2 separate regions of the Sus scrofa genome follow, and region 1 is linked to region 2. Evidence: chromatin contacts called from public HiChIP or PLAC-seq data. All regions are on one chromosome and are shown on one strand. The core of a region is the stretch at or near the end of the contact, and the rest is flanking DNA. Distances in the headings are between cores, read along the strand shown. Region 1 overlaps C9H1orf21. Region 2 holds the start of C9H1orf21.

What was found. HiChIP or PLAC-seq counts read pairs in DNA pulled down with a chosen protein or histone mark.
Region 1: a contact with region 2 is called in an H3K27ac HiChIP or PLAC-seq map of skeletal muscle. The contact joins the enhancer-like site here to the promoter of C9H1orf21 in region 2. A contact is called at or near these places in 5 of 47 Hi-C or Micro-C datasets (fetal heart ventricle, mesenchymal stem cells, psoas muscle and 1 more) and 2 of 2 datasets of contacts at active chromatin or transcription factors (alveolar macrophages and skeletal muscle).

Annotation. Positions count from the first base shown.
Region 1 is chr9:125,686,841-125,693,476 of Sscrofa11.1, reverse strand. The region is part of intron 1 of C9H1orf21; the gene reads right to left. Among named protein-coding and RNA genes, the nearest start is that of C9H1orf21, 77 kb to the right of the region's middle. Within about 2 kb of position 1,791, at least 9 of the 83 cell types and tissues checked have an H3K27ac peak or open chromatin away from gene starts, as enhancers often do. A contact at or near this core is called in skeletal muscle, where this site is marked.
Region 2 is chr9:125,610,524-125,616,712 of Sscrofa11.1, reverse strand. C9H1orf21 reads right to left here and starts at 3,631. Exons shown (of 6, transcript XM_003482739.3): 1 at 3,207-3,631.

The DNA of each region.
Region 1 (6,636 bases), core at 542-3,041, 79 kb before region 2:
CCTGGACCCACACTCACTTGGTGCCGTGACAACTGACAATATGCTATTAACAGCAAAGAAACAGGCATATTTGCTTCTGCTTTCTTGATGGGAAAAGTTTCACTTCCACAAACAATCACTGTACAGAGGTATCGCTCAGAAACATAACACTAAGTCCCATACAGGAAGATACAATTTCTGCTGGATTTCCGCAGTGAGGTGTGGCGATGGGGGGCAAGGAGAGCAGTGGAAAGAGCACCGGAGGGGCTGTGAGGATGCTGAGCTCCGGTCTCAGGGGTCACTCGCCTGCCTCAGTGCCAAAGCTGGGCTTCATCTCTCCGAGCCTCTCCCTTTGACTCTATGATCTACCTGAACATATGTTCAAGTGATGCTAAGGATGAAATTACCACTTATAACAAGGCCACTTCTGGGATTTCCCGTCATGGCGCAGCAGAAACGAATCTGACTAGTAAGCATGAAGATGTGGGTTCGATCCCTGGCCTCACTCAGTGGGTCAGGGATCCAGCGTTGCTGTGAGTTGTGGTGTAGGTCACAGACCCAGCTTGGATCCCACATTGCTGTGGCTGCGATGTGGGCTAGTGGCTACAGCTCTGATGTGACCCCTCACGTGGGAACTTCCATATGCTGTGGGTGTGGCCCTAAAAAGCAAAAAAAAAGGCCATTTCTCACCTAGACTCAATTTATTTATATACTTTGTTTCAACATTTACCGAATTAAGATATACCTGCAAATCTTTTTTCCAAAATATTTCAGGAAGCCCTATGAGGTCTAAAGATTATTACCTATTATGTTTTGGCCCAAGGGTGTTGATTTCAATCGTGTATCAAGTGAAAAAATGAACAAAGCTTAGCTCTCTTATGTCCTCTTCTCTATTCTGCCTTTAACAGACTAAAATAAATGTTTTTAATGTTTCTTACAGAGAGGGCTGAATTGAAAAAGTCTGTGGAATAACTGTTCTTCAGGATTTAAGAGTTTAGTGCCTTTACCCTGTAGCTGAAAACTCTCTTCCTTTATCACCTGTATGTGTTCACACAAGTTCATGCAAGGCTGACATTCTTTCTGGAAGGCAAGAGAGGAAAGTATCAGATCCTGATTAAAGCCGCCCACCCACACCAGGGTGAATCCATGCAGAAGAACTTCGCCCTTTCTAGAATTGCTCCTTCACGATCAAAGCCAGTGGCAGACATTCCTGGACTTTGAGTTCTCTTCTCCTCTTTCCACTCTCAAGACTCAGAATACCAAGGGCATATGAAGGAAGTTGCCAATCTTGTGTCAGTGGGGAACTTTCTGTACCAGGACACCCATGATTGGCATCTTCTGACAGCTGGCCTGCCAGTTCACCGTGTCACTTGTGACAGATCCACCTGATTTCCTTGGAATTATCAGTACCCTAATAGTAACAGCTGTTTTCCCTTTTTTTGGTTTTAAAAACCTAGGTAGATTATGAAATGCTTTGCCAAGTACTTATAAGTGCACGAGAATAGTCTTCTGTGCACACTCTGCTATGCCGGTGGCCTGGCATGACTTTCCAGGAGCATTGGGTGAAATCAGTTTGCCCAGTAGGCTCCCCTATGTGGCCCGGGAAAACAACGACAGAAGATAGATGGAAAGGAAAAAAGAAAAGTCAAGAAATGACTAGACTGTGTAAGTAGAATAAGGATGTATTACTAAAAAAAACGAACAAACAAAAGCGCAATTTGATTCTAATCTAAGCAGATAAGTTCACAATCCTTCCTCAATGGTCAGTGAAGGATATCCTGGCCATCTGTGTGTTGAAACGTATTGTGAAGCACAGACGGAATCCCCGCCCTTGAAGGGCTCGCATTCGGACGGGACTGACAGATCATAAATACACGAGTAGAATTCCAATGACACCCCGCCGGGAAAGGAAGTCTCAGAGATGTGCTTCAACGTCCTAGGATATTTCAAGCTAGTTCAATGAGTGCTTATCTCAGTTTTATTTTCTGCAACAAGACACGGAGAGACATCCAGCATCGTGTGCTACTCTTAGCAAACCCTTGGTTAGAGACGCTCACTTGGGGACAAGGACAGCAAGACGTGGCGCGTCCGTTTGGAGCTGTTGATCCTCTTTAACACCATCAACTACAACAGAACTGCAGCTGGATTAATCCCCTGGAAAGCTGAATGTTACCTGCCTGATGCTGAGGACAAGAGATGAAAGGCCATGGAGCTTTGTCTGACACACACCCTGGAAAAGCACAGGGGATGTTTTCATCACTGAATTACAAAGTCTCAACTCTTCCACAAGGAAAGAGTGTTTCACATTTCTGATTCAATTCAATCTCTAAACTTAATGTGGAAATGGCTTGCAGCTCAGTCTTAAACTAGTCACAACGGTAGAAAAAAAGAAGTAGGAACAACAGACATAAAAGACACGAATTACCTAAACTAACCATCAGGCACAAATGGGAGAATCGTTTAAAAACCAAAGAGCCTGCTGGTGGATTGTGGTGGTAACATGTGAGTATGCGTATGTTTCCTGCCCTCAGAATTATAAAAACTTGTAACAAAGTAATGTAGTAACACTAATAAGATCTGAAGGCTACAATCTTAAAAAGCATTTCTCTCTATATCTAAAAGCACATCCCTCTCTTTCCACAACAGACTCCTTCCCCCTTTAACCCCCTCCCTACTAAAATAAATAAACTCATCCATCAGAGGCTGCTGCAAGCTCCAGCCTAAGATCTCTCTCTCCCAGGGCTCTGCCTCAGGCCACAGGATCCCAGGTCTGAGGAGAAGTCAGCCGTGATCCAGTGACTGAGTAAACCCATCACTTTCCTGATGGGCAGAGGGTGGTTTACTGAAATGAGCATCCCTAAGGGAAAGCCTTGGCTATCTGAAATTCTGCCTGCTAGAACCTTCGAGTGCTATCCAGAACAGCTCAATTGCTGGCAGTGCCCTGAAAACACAGAGAAAGCAAAACATAAAACCTTTGTTGGTAAAGGACTTAGTCTCTTTTTTCTCTCATACACACACACACAATAAAAATTCTAGAGATACAAAGACTACATCCAGTGTTTTGTGATTTTTGTAAAGGAAAGGAGTTGCGTGGCTTTGGTCATTGTTATTTACTACACAGGGCCTTGCGCTCTCATTTACCAGATGGGATCAGACTGCATGAATTCTGAGCGGAGCAGATGAGACAATACAGGGAAAATGCTTAGCACAGCACCTCGCGATCTGTAAACTATCAGGACATGACAGCTATTGTCATCATCACCATCATCCTGACTGAGCGGGATGGTGAGAAACTTTACAAAGCAAGTGGCGGAGGTGAAAAAAGACTAGAAAGAAGAGGCAGACAGACAGGTGAGAGGTAAACTGTGTCAGCTTAGAGGTTCTTAGGAACTAAACCAAAAACAAGCAGGCAGATAGAACGCAGACAGAAAGCAAGAGGCATCAGCTGAAATAGCAGGAGAAACTGGAGCTCCCACTGCAGCTCGTGCACAGAGAGCTGGGGGCTGCAATGGCGTTTCCGCAGCGCTGCGGGGGCCGGGCCAGCTCCGTGGGGACACCCCACCCCAGGGCTCTGGAGGCAGAGGCTGCTGTGGGCAGACACGTCAAAGGTCAGTGAGCTCTCCTAAGCTCTGTCACAGCCTCAGTGACGGTGTGGCTCTCATCCTCCTGCTGTTACACATTTACGTATCTGTCTCCCTCACCAGGCAGATTTCCGAGGTCACAACCAACCATGTCCTGATTATTCGTCTCTATATTCCCTTGGGCACAGGTCAGGCACAGAGTAGGTTTGCAATAGGTGTTGAGCCAATGAATTCTCTTAGAACCCTCTTTTCACAAAGAGATGTGGGGAGGGCTGTTAAGGAAGGGACTCTCCTTCTCCAGGTCCCGGGTCACCAGCCAGGTCCCGGGTCACCAGCCTTTCTTTGCTCACCAACAGTTATAGTTGAAAAGGCTCTTCTGAGCCATCATAGACAATTTAAAATTATGTTCAGTATATACTCCCTAAAAGGACAGGAAGGAAGCTATGTGTAATCTCATACTAGTAAAATGACATTTTGAAAGCTTTTGGCACTTGTGTGGTTGGCCCTAATCCGCCCCCAGAAAAAAATGTGCTATTTATTTATTTCAACAATCATTTTTGGGAAACTTGTTTAGTTCTCAACATTTCACTAGGGACCAGAGATTCCGAAATGGACAAGTCAGCGGGACCCTGATGTGCATTTCCTGTCAATTAGAATCCAGAGATGTTGAACCGTGCTTCCTAGACTCAACTGACCTCTGAAAAATCAAGCGTCAGTTTCTGTTTTGGCTGAAACTGAAATCTTTGCTAAGCTTTCCATGACAAAGAACTATTTAAGGATGGATGATATCCTCAGAAGGCTGCACAAATTGAAATTAGAAATAGCATTTTCAGGTAGCACAAATCAATGCCCGCTTCACCTACTGAGTCTTAAAAACAAGAAAGCACCTCAGTTCTCATGCTGCTCTCAACCAATGCATAAGACTTTGGGAACTTTATTGACTTTGCAGAGCTCAGCCAAAAAAAACACGCTCTGTTCAACCATCTACTTAAGGAGAACAAAAGGTAAGAGGCTGCGAGAACATACCCAGGAGGACAAAGCTGTCAGGTGAGGAATGGCCACTCCTCCCTCATGTCCACCTTCCTCCTGTTCCCAACGAGCTGGCTCATGCCTCTGCACTGGGGAGTCTTCCCTTCACCGACCATCATTTTGGTGAGGTCTAGTGGGGTTTGAAACACAAAAACATAAAGGAAGGGCAAGAAGCTCCTCCCTAGCCTGGATGCTCATCTTCAGCCACTAAAACGCTATGAAGAAACACCTAGGGTAACAGGTCCTAAGCTATGATGACCTTGTACATGTTACCAGTGTTCCACCATCCAAAGCAGCATAATTAGCGAACATGGCGTTCCTTCCCGCTTGTCCAGCAAAGTGTACTTAGAGAAAGAGACCAGAGCCACAGCTCGAGAGGACCAGACAGTGCAGGCAAGAGCCACCCAACTGGAGCCACTGACGGGAGACCACGTTTCAACATCAGATGCACCAGCCAGCACCTCTCGGAGGTAACGCTCTCCCACATCCACCTTTAGTTTCAGTCTGGCACATGAAGGTCTCAGGTCTTTGTGAGAATAGAGAACTAAACGCATGGCTTAATGATAAAGACCTCTACTGGTGTAAGATACAGCAGAAATGGGTTACATTTAGGATCTGACCGTGTTTTGTTGTCGTTTTTCTTGGTATGTGGACGTTCCTGGGCAAGGGATCGAATGAACCTGCACCACAGCAGAGACCCGAGCCACACCAGTGACAACACTGGATCTTTAACCCACTGAGCCACCAGGGAACGCCAAGATCATGTTCTATTCTGACAAGGCCTTTGTCCAGCTGTTCTGTCTGTGGGACCTCTAGTGGGGTCCCAGGCTGAGGTGGTTGTGGTCCTGGATATGACTAGGCACATCTGGCAAGCTGCTTAGTATTCCTGTGTCTGGGAGGATGTCACCCCCATGTCATCTCTACTACACCCCTGCCATTTCATCCCTAGGAATGGTACTGCAAAAACATTTTCTAATTTCAAGCTCTCCTTGAAATTTTTAAGGAACTTTTAGGATTCAAATTCAAATTTGTATTTCTAAATCATCTTCTGGATCCAGGGCCTAAACTTGTCACTACTCATCAGCATTTTCTAGGCCATATTTTTTGCTTGTGTCTTTGCTTTTCTGAGAAAGGGAAAAATTCACAAGACAACATTCAATGGACATCAGGATGGTCCTACTGGCAGTTGTAAAAACACCAGAACATATTAAAATTATTAGTTAAAAAAAAGTATACTTCTCATAAATTAGTAATTATCCCATTAATTTTCTACAACAAAGACAAACTCAGATTCTTAGTGCACTGATGTTGTCAAGTCCTTGCCCTGGTCCAAAACCCTCCACGGCTTATTAAGGCCTCTTGGGGTAAAGCCTGACACATCTGGACTTTCAGGCTAGACACGTCCTCAGGGACTACTGAAGTCAAGGTTCTTCAATGTAAGCTGAGAAGACTGAGGACTGAGGAGTTTGGGTGACTTGCTCAGGGTCCCCCAGGACCCAGGCCCATTGAGAATCACTGTGGCCTCTTCCTACTCACCCAAGGTAACTAGCATCCTCTTCATCACATCAGGTGGGTCTCACAGACCACCCGTCTCCCTCAATATTCTGCTCACATGCCCACCTCTCTACTTCTGCTTAAGCCTTTACTTTTCCAAATGGTACAAAGAAGCCTTCATACCATTTCCTGCCTTCCTTCAACTTTCTCTCTTTCCCAAATAAACTCTTACCATAGAGTCAACTCTTTGGTATTTCTTAGGCATCTCTCTCTAAATAGACACTGGATACTTCAAGGCCAGAAACCATCTCCTGCATCTGCCTCCCCTGCTATGTTGGAGGCCCTGCCAGGCACAGAGCAGGAACTCAATAACAAATCCACTTCAGAACAGCAAGCGGCAGGCTGGCTTTGTCTTTCCACCTCTGCACTTGCTACCTCCTGCCTCTTTCCTTTCCCCTTTGCCTGGCTAAATTCTGGTTTACATGAACGGTCCCTCCCAAAGGTCTCAGAAGACATGATAGTCCCCATTCAGAGCCCTCACATAGGGCAGAAT
Region 2 (6,189 bases), core at 2,382-4,881:
GGAAGCTGCATCTTCTCTTGCAAGTATAGAGAGAAAGCAATCTTGACATTATGTGACTAGCCTACAATCTAGGAAATACATTTTTCAGGAACACACTGAATAGGAAAAAAAAAAAAAAAAGGAACTTCTTAATACCCAGCCCCTGGAGACACTGCTGTGTTCATTTCTATGTTCATTCTAGCCCAGGTTACATCTAACCACTCCTGTCCTGATTGCATAACCACAGCATGTCAAGTTGTTTCTTGCTGCAACTCTAACTTGTAAAATTCAACTTCAGACCTGAGATAGTCAAGCTAAACAACTGCCTGCTTTAAAAACATGTATGTATGTAATTTACATGTCACTTCAGATAAGCTCATGAATTATGATCTCTTAAAGCCAGAACCATCACCAATTTTAAGACACGGTTTCAATGAAGCAGTTCTCCCTGCATGCAGGCCCTTCTTCTCAGTTGTCTAAGAAGTTTATGTTGATTTTTTGCAATCTGTTCTTCATGTTTTAATGAGAACCTAGTTACTCACAACTTTAACTTCTCCTAAGATCTGGGACTTCTAAAATTCTAAGGAAGGAACATAAGACGGCCCAAAAGGCACTTGTCCCTGCCTTGCAGGGCTCCATGCTGCATTGCTAAATTCACATGAAGCTGAAAACTATCATGCTTGGGGCCCTCTGCGAATGTTCTTCTGCACTCTCCTGTTCTAAGGGGAGGCACCATCACTCTTCCTCTCCAACTGGGGCATCTCATTCTCTGACAGAAGTTAGCCAGTAGAAGGCAGCCACTAGGAGTCTGCAGCAAGCCACTCAGGATGTAGCAGGCAAGGCTTGCCTGGTCCAAAATCCAGCACAGCACCAAGGCACCATCAACCTGGAAATGCCTCTCACAATGGGTCACGCCACCTTCCTCCTGGGCAGAGTTTCTGCATCACAGCAAATACTGCCAATTACTGGACAAGGTTTGATTTCAACCCTGTGATTCCTCAAGAAACTCAAACACTTCAGACAGGGGCCTATTAATTCCCAGAAATCCGACAGAGCAGGACAATAAAGTGAAGTCAGGGACCCGATGGCAAAAGGGTAACTTACTAGCCAAGAAAACAAAATCATCAGCTCGACCAGGGAAACTGAGTCAGTGCTGAGGAGGGATGCTGGAATCCCAGGGCTGTTCTAGGATGAACTTGTCACACTGGATAGAAGATCTCCCTACCAACCAAAATTTCCCATTTTTCTTGGGAAAAATGCCCAGATGCAGATAAAGTTGACAGAAGAAGCACCCTACTCCTTCACAAGCATCTGCTCATCCAAGGGCTGAGTTTGCTTGTCATTGTTGCTTTTCCTAGTAGCCTTTCAGAGCCGGTTCTCCGAACCCAGTGTGCACAACAGGAAACACAAGGGAGGTTACATTTTGATGCCACATTTCTGATCCCTGAAGTGCTAGTCCTAGTGTGGGTTTAATGCAGATGTGAATATATTCAGTTGTCCTATCACTAGCACTTCCTACTTTACAAGCAGAAAAACAAAAACAAACAGATGATCAAGCCTAAATTAATTTCCATGTCTGATCAATTGCATTTCCAAAGCAGCAACACAGAACATGTTCTATTGATCCTAAAATCCAGCTACAGAAATATGAAAAAAGGACGAGAACCTCCAAATGGAGCATCTTGGACTTAAAAACTCTTCAGAAACATCACCTTTTCCCCTCAAGAAAGTTAAAGCAGCCCAAGCCCTACCCACAATTTTTTTCTACCCAGGTATACCCCAATTCTACTAAGGGAAAGGTTATTCTCATTAGGCAGAAGGTGAGCCCAGCCCCTGGAGTAGGGAAGGGCTCATAACATCAGACTGTGTGTAATGAACATGTCACTTCCCCAAACAGCCCATACTGTTTCCTAAAAGAAAAAAAAAAAAAAAAAAAAATTAAAAGTGCTACATAGAATTCATGGTGTGTCAGCCCAGCTCCCAAAGTCTGAGTCAGAGCATATGTGTCTTTACCGAGGTTCTGTGTGACCAGGGTGTATCACTTTCAGACTTGCTCCAATAGCTGAACTTTAGGGCTTGTCTTCCAGCCACGTAGAACACAAGCGCTATCTATTTTAAAACAATTTTCCTACCCCGCATGCGATGGAAGATACCTCATACATAGGTCGTCAACTTCCTACTGGAAACCAAACACTTCGATCTCAAATTGTGCTTGTCATCCCCCAGGATTAATGAGTTGTTGTTGTGTATATATTTTTATCTCTGACCGTGCAACTCTTGGAGCAAAGAAAGCCACCTCAATTTCCACCATCGTGCCTGATCCAATTCAGAGCTTTAGAAGAGGGATGAATGGGAAATGAGAGCCTCTAAACCCAGGGGCTTCTCTCACACAAACGGTAGGAGCTGGGGGGGGGGGGGAATCCCTCGGAGGAGGTGGGGGGCAGGGTGGAAGATGGGGAAGGACATCGAGCAGAAGACCAGAGGCAGCTGCGGCGGCCGCACTCCGAGAACTGCCTGCAGAGGGGAGTGAAATCTTTCCCTTGTACAATAACGAAGCACCCTCTGGCTGCCTCGCATGGGCACGAATAATAAATACATCGAGATGGGCAAACAGCTGCACGGAAACAAGCCACCCCAAAAAGGTCAAAACTTCAAAAATCCCAGGGATCACAGCACCCACACAAACACATCAATCTGTCGGAGCGGGAGAAGAGACTTGGAGATTTAGCAAAGGATTCTAAATTTTGTGTTTTCTTCCAAGCTCTGGCTTGCAAAGTACGGCGGCTACAGGCAAAGCTCGAGAGGAGCAGGAAAGGCTGAGGGCGGCGGGGGTGCGGGTGGCAAGGGAGGGGTGTCGAACCCCAGCCACCCAGGCCTCAATGTGACCAAAGTCGTCAGCAGCCCCAACCGCATCCCAGTCCCTCCGCCCCGGCCAGCAGACGCCCCCTCCAGCTCCCCGCACCCCAGCTTCCGTCCCCTGCAGCCCCGCCGGCCCCGCAGCGGCGGCGGTAGCCCCAGCAGCCCCAGCAGCCCCGGCCCCAGCCGCCCCAGCCGCCCCAGCCCGGGCCGCGGGCCGGCAGCGCCAAGACCGCGGCTCGCATCCCCGCCGCGCGGCAGGCACCCCGCAGGCCTCCCTCCCAGCCCACCCGGGCGCGCCGGGGAGCGGAGCCCGGGCGGGCTGCGCCGCCAACTCCCGCCGCCCCGGGCTGGCGGGGGCTCACGCTTACCTTGGGCGCTCGCGGGGGGGCTGAAGGTGGCAAGCCTCCCGCCCCCCGCCCGGGTGCTCCTCGCCTGTTTTCTTCCTCCCTCCTCCTCCTCTTCCTCCTCCTCCCCACAGTCAGACGGGGTCTCCCCCTCCTCCCAGCTGCCGGGAGTAAGAGCCTAAGCCCCCGAAGCCCGGCCCGCGTGCGTGCGTGCGTGCGGGAGGCGGCGGCGCGCGGCCAGCTCGCCAGTAACTGAGCGCGGCGCGCGGCTCCCAACTCAAGTGTGAAAGAAGCGGCGGCCGCAGCGGCCGCGGCACGGAACGTCCCCCCGGGAGTGGGCAGGGAGCGAGCTGGAGCCGGCGGGCTGCGAGCAGGGGAGGGGACCGGGACGGAGGGAGGGAGGGAGGGAGGGAGGGAAGGAGGGGACCTCCTCGCCCAGTCACTCACTCGAGGGGCGGGAGCAGCCGGCCACGCCCCCACCGCTGGCCCCTCCCCGCGCCCGGCTCCCGCGCGGGTCCAGCTCCCCGCCTCGCCCCCGGGAGGGGCCTGCCCTGCCGAGGCCGTGAGGGCGCCCCGCACCCTGGAGCAAGAGACTGGGCGAGGGGGGTGCCAGGGCTGCAGAAAAGGAAAGAGGACGAGCACGGGCGTGTGTGTCTGTCTCCGTTTGTGTGTATGTGTGTGTGTGTGCGCGCGCGCGCGCGCATCCAGCACCGGCCGGCCAGCGGGAAGGGAGACCCCGGCGGGAAAGCTGCGTCCTGAGTCTGGCACCCGGGCAGTGGCGTGGGAGCCGCGGGGCCGCTCGGAGGCCCGGACGGCCCAGTTCTGCGAGAAACCCCAGCCAGCCCTTGGGCCCAGCCGCGGGGCTGCGCCTGCTGGAAGCCGAAGAAGGGAAGGCCGGGCATCCTCGGCTCGCCGCGCGGCCCCTCCCCTTGCTGGACCGGCGGGCGCTCCCAGGCGGCCCCGGCCCCGACACCAAACCGCCTTCCTCCTGCCCTGGAGCCGCAGCGCCTGCAACGTGAATGGAGCGTTGGCTCCTGGGCAGAAGCGGCACTGGGGAGGGTAAGGAGCCAGCCGCGACCCCTCCCGAGACTTAGCGCCCTACAGCCCCTTTGGCCCCTCCCGGCCTCTTGGGACTAAAGGGCGGAGGCCGAGCCTGCGTGGCGTGTGAGATGATTGGGGATTCAGAAAGATCGCCGCCCACACTTCACCTGCTTGGTGTTTTGTGTATGTGGACACTCACAAGAGGTCAACCAATGTCTCACCCTTTGGGAGAAGGGATTTTTCTCCCTTTTCTGGTCCTATCGGGTGTGTTTCGTGTGCTCACCGAATTGATCTTTCAACATTGATAGCGATTGGATGCCTTTTGTGTGGCTTCCTCGCGCTTGGCTGCTCCTGTATTGCCCCAGACACGTGAGGAATGCCAGGCCTCCCGAGTGAGGACACCCAAGAAAACAATAGGGGCAAAAGATCCTCCCAAACCGAATTACTTCTCACTTTGGGCCCAGATATGTTGGAAAATGGGGAAGGACACATCAGAGCTGTGACAGTGATGACACACTTAATTGAAAAGCAAATTAATAATTTAGTTTAATGAAATGAGTTAATAACCCATCTACAATGGCTAGGAAGTCAGCCTTCTTGAGAGAAAAAAAAAAAAAAAAAAGGTTTTCCAGCGCTCTCACTTTTTTTGATTTGAAAGGCTGGTATTACACTGTTTTTGAAACTCACCTGTATTGCATTTTTTAAATTATCCATGTTCTAGTTGATTTTTCTCTGTGGATCCAGAACTCTTTGTAGTCTAGCCCCTTGAAGAGGGATGGTTAAAAAGGGATGGTAGGCTAATTAGGATTCCAGGCAGGCACTGCCAGCCACCATGTCTGTTACCTTAGGCGACTTGTTTCATTTCTTTCAGCCTTCCTCCCTTCCCTCATCTGTAAAATGGGATTGATGACACCAGTCTATCTCATAGACTTGTGAAAATAAAATGAGGTGGCAATGCATATAAAACACTTGGCATACTGCCCGACATGTAGCAAGAACTCAATAAATATGAGTTGTTATTTTAGATAAATAGTCTAATCTCAGATTTGGTAGACTTTTTTTTCTCTTTGCATCCCTTCTTCAAGTTGGGAGTGAAAATCCATCTGCAGCCTTTCTCCAAATGTAGTCAACCCTTCTCTGGAGTTTTTAGACCATGTCTGAAAATTTCTCCTATGATAAACTGAAAGAAGTATGCAACTAAGGTGTGTGTTTATTTACATAGAATTCTATATAAAAAGGTCCTTGAGGCTAATAAGATTTTGTCTTTCCCGACTTCTTCCCTCATCCCCATAGACCAGTGTTGTAAATTTATCCCTTCAAAGCTCAGAACAGTGACCCGCAGAGTTGATTTTTCGAGGGCCAAGACAGTGTGGTCCTCTGAACTGATAACCTTAGAAGGAGCAGAATGTCACAGAGCAAGCACTTCATACACGTGTAAGCTTAAAAAATCCATACTATGAACTTTTAAAGCAAGTTTTTAATTATTCCATAAAATACATAGTCATCGTGGAAAATTTAGAAATTCCAGAAACTCAGCCAAGTAGGAAGAAAATAAAAATCACCATAATCCTACCCTCCAGAGAAAAGTACTCCATAGGTGCTTCAAGTACATCCATTTTCCCTTCATTTATTTCACTATTCTTCAATCAGCACATGTTCAAGTACCTAGTTAGGAAGGAGACAACCTCCCAGAGCTGAGAACAGGCTGTGTGTGCTGTAGTGTTAATTGTCTCTAGTCCTTAGACACAACCTTTTATATGGTAAGAGTCTCAGGAGGGTCGACAAAAAGTTCATGAAAGGACTCCCATAATTAAACTATAGTACTGCCCAGAAACAAACCAGGTTCTGTAGGGCTTTATTCATTCACTTCGAAGTCTGGAGCCACCTTCCAGAGAGGGGAAAAAGTGAAAAAAACCCCTTCGTAGAGCTCATGTAAATCAGCTGCCATGGAACTTAGGCCCCTTCA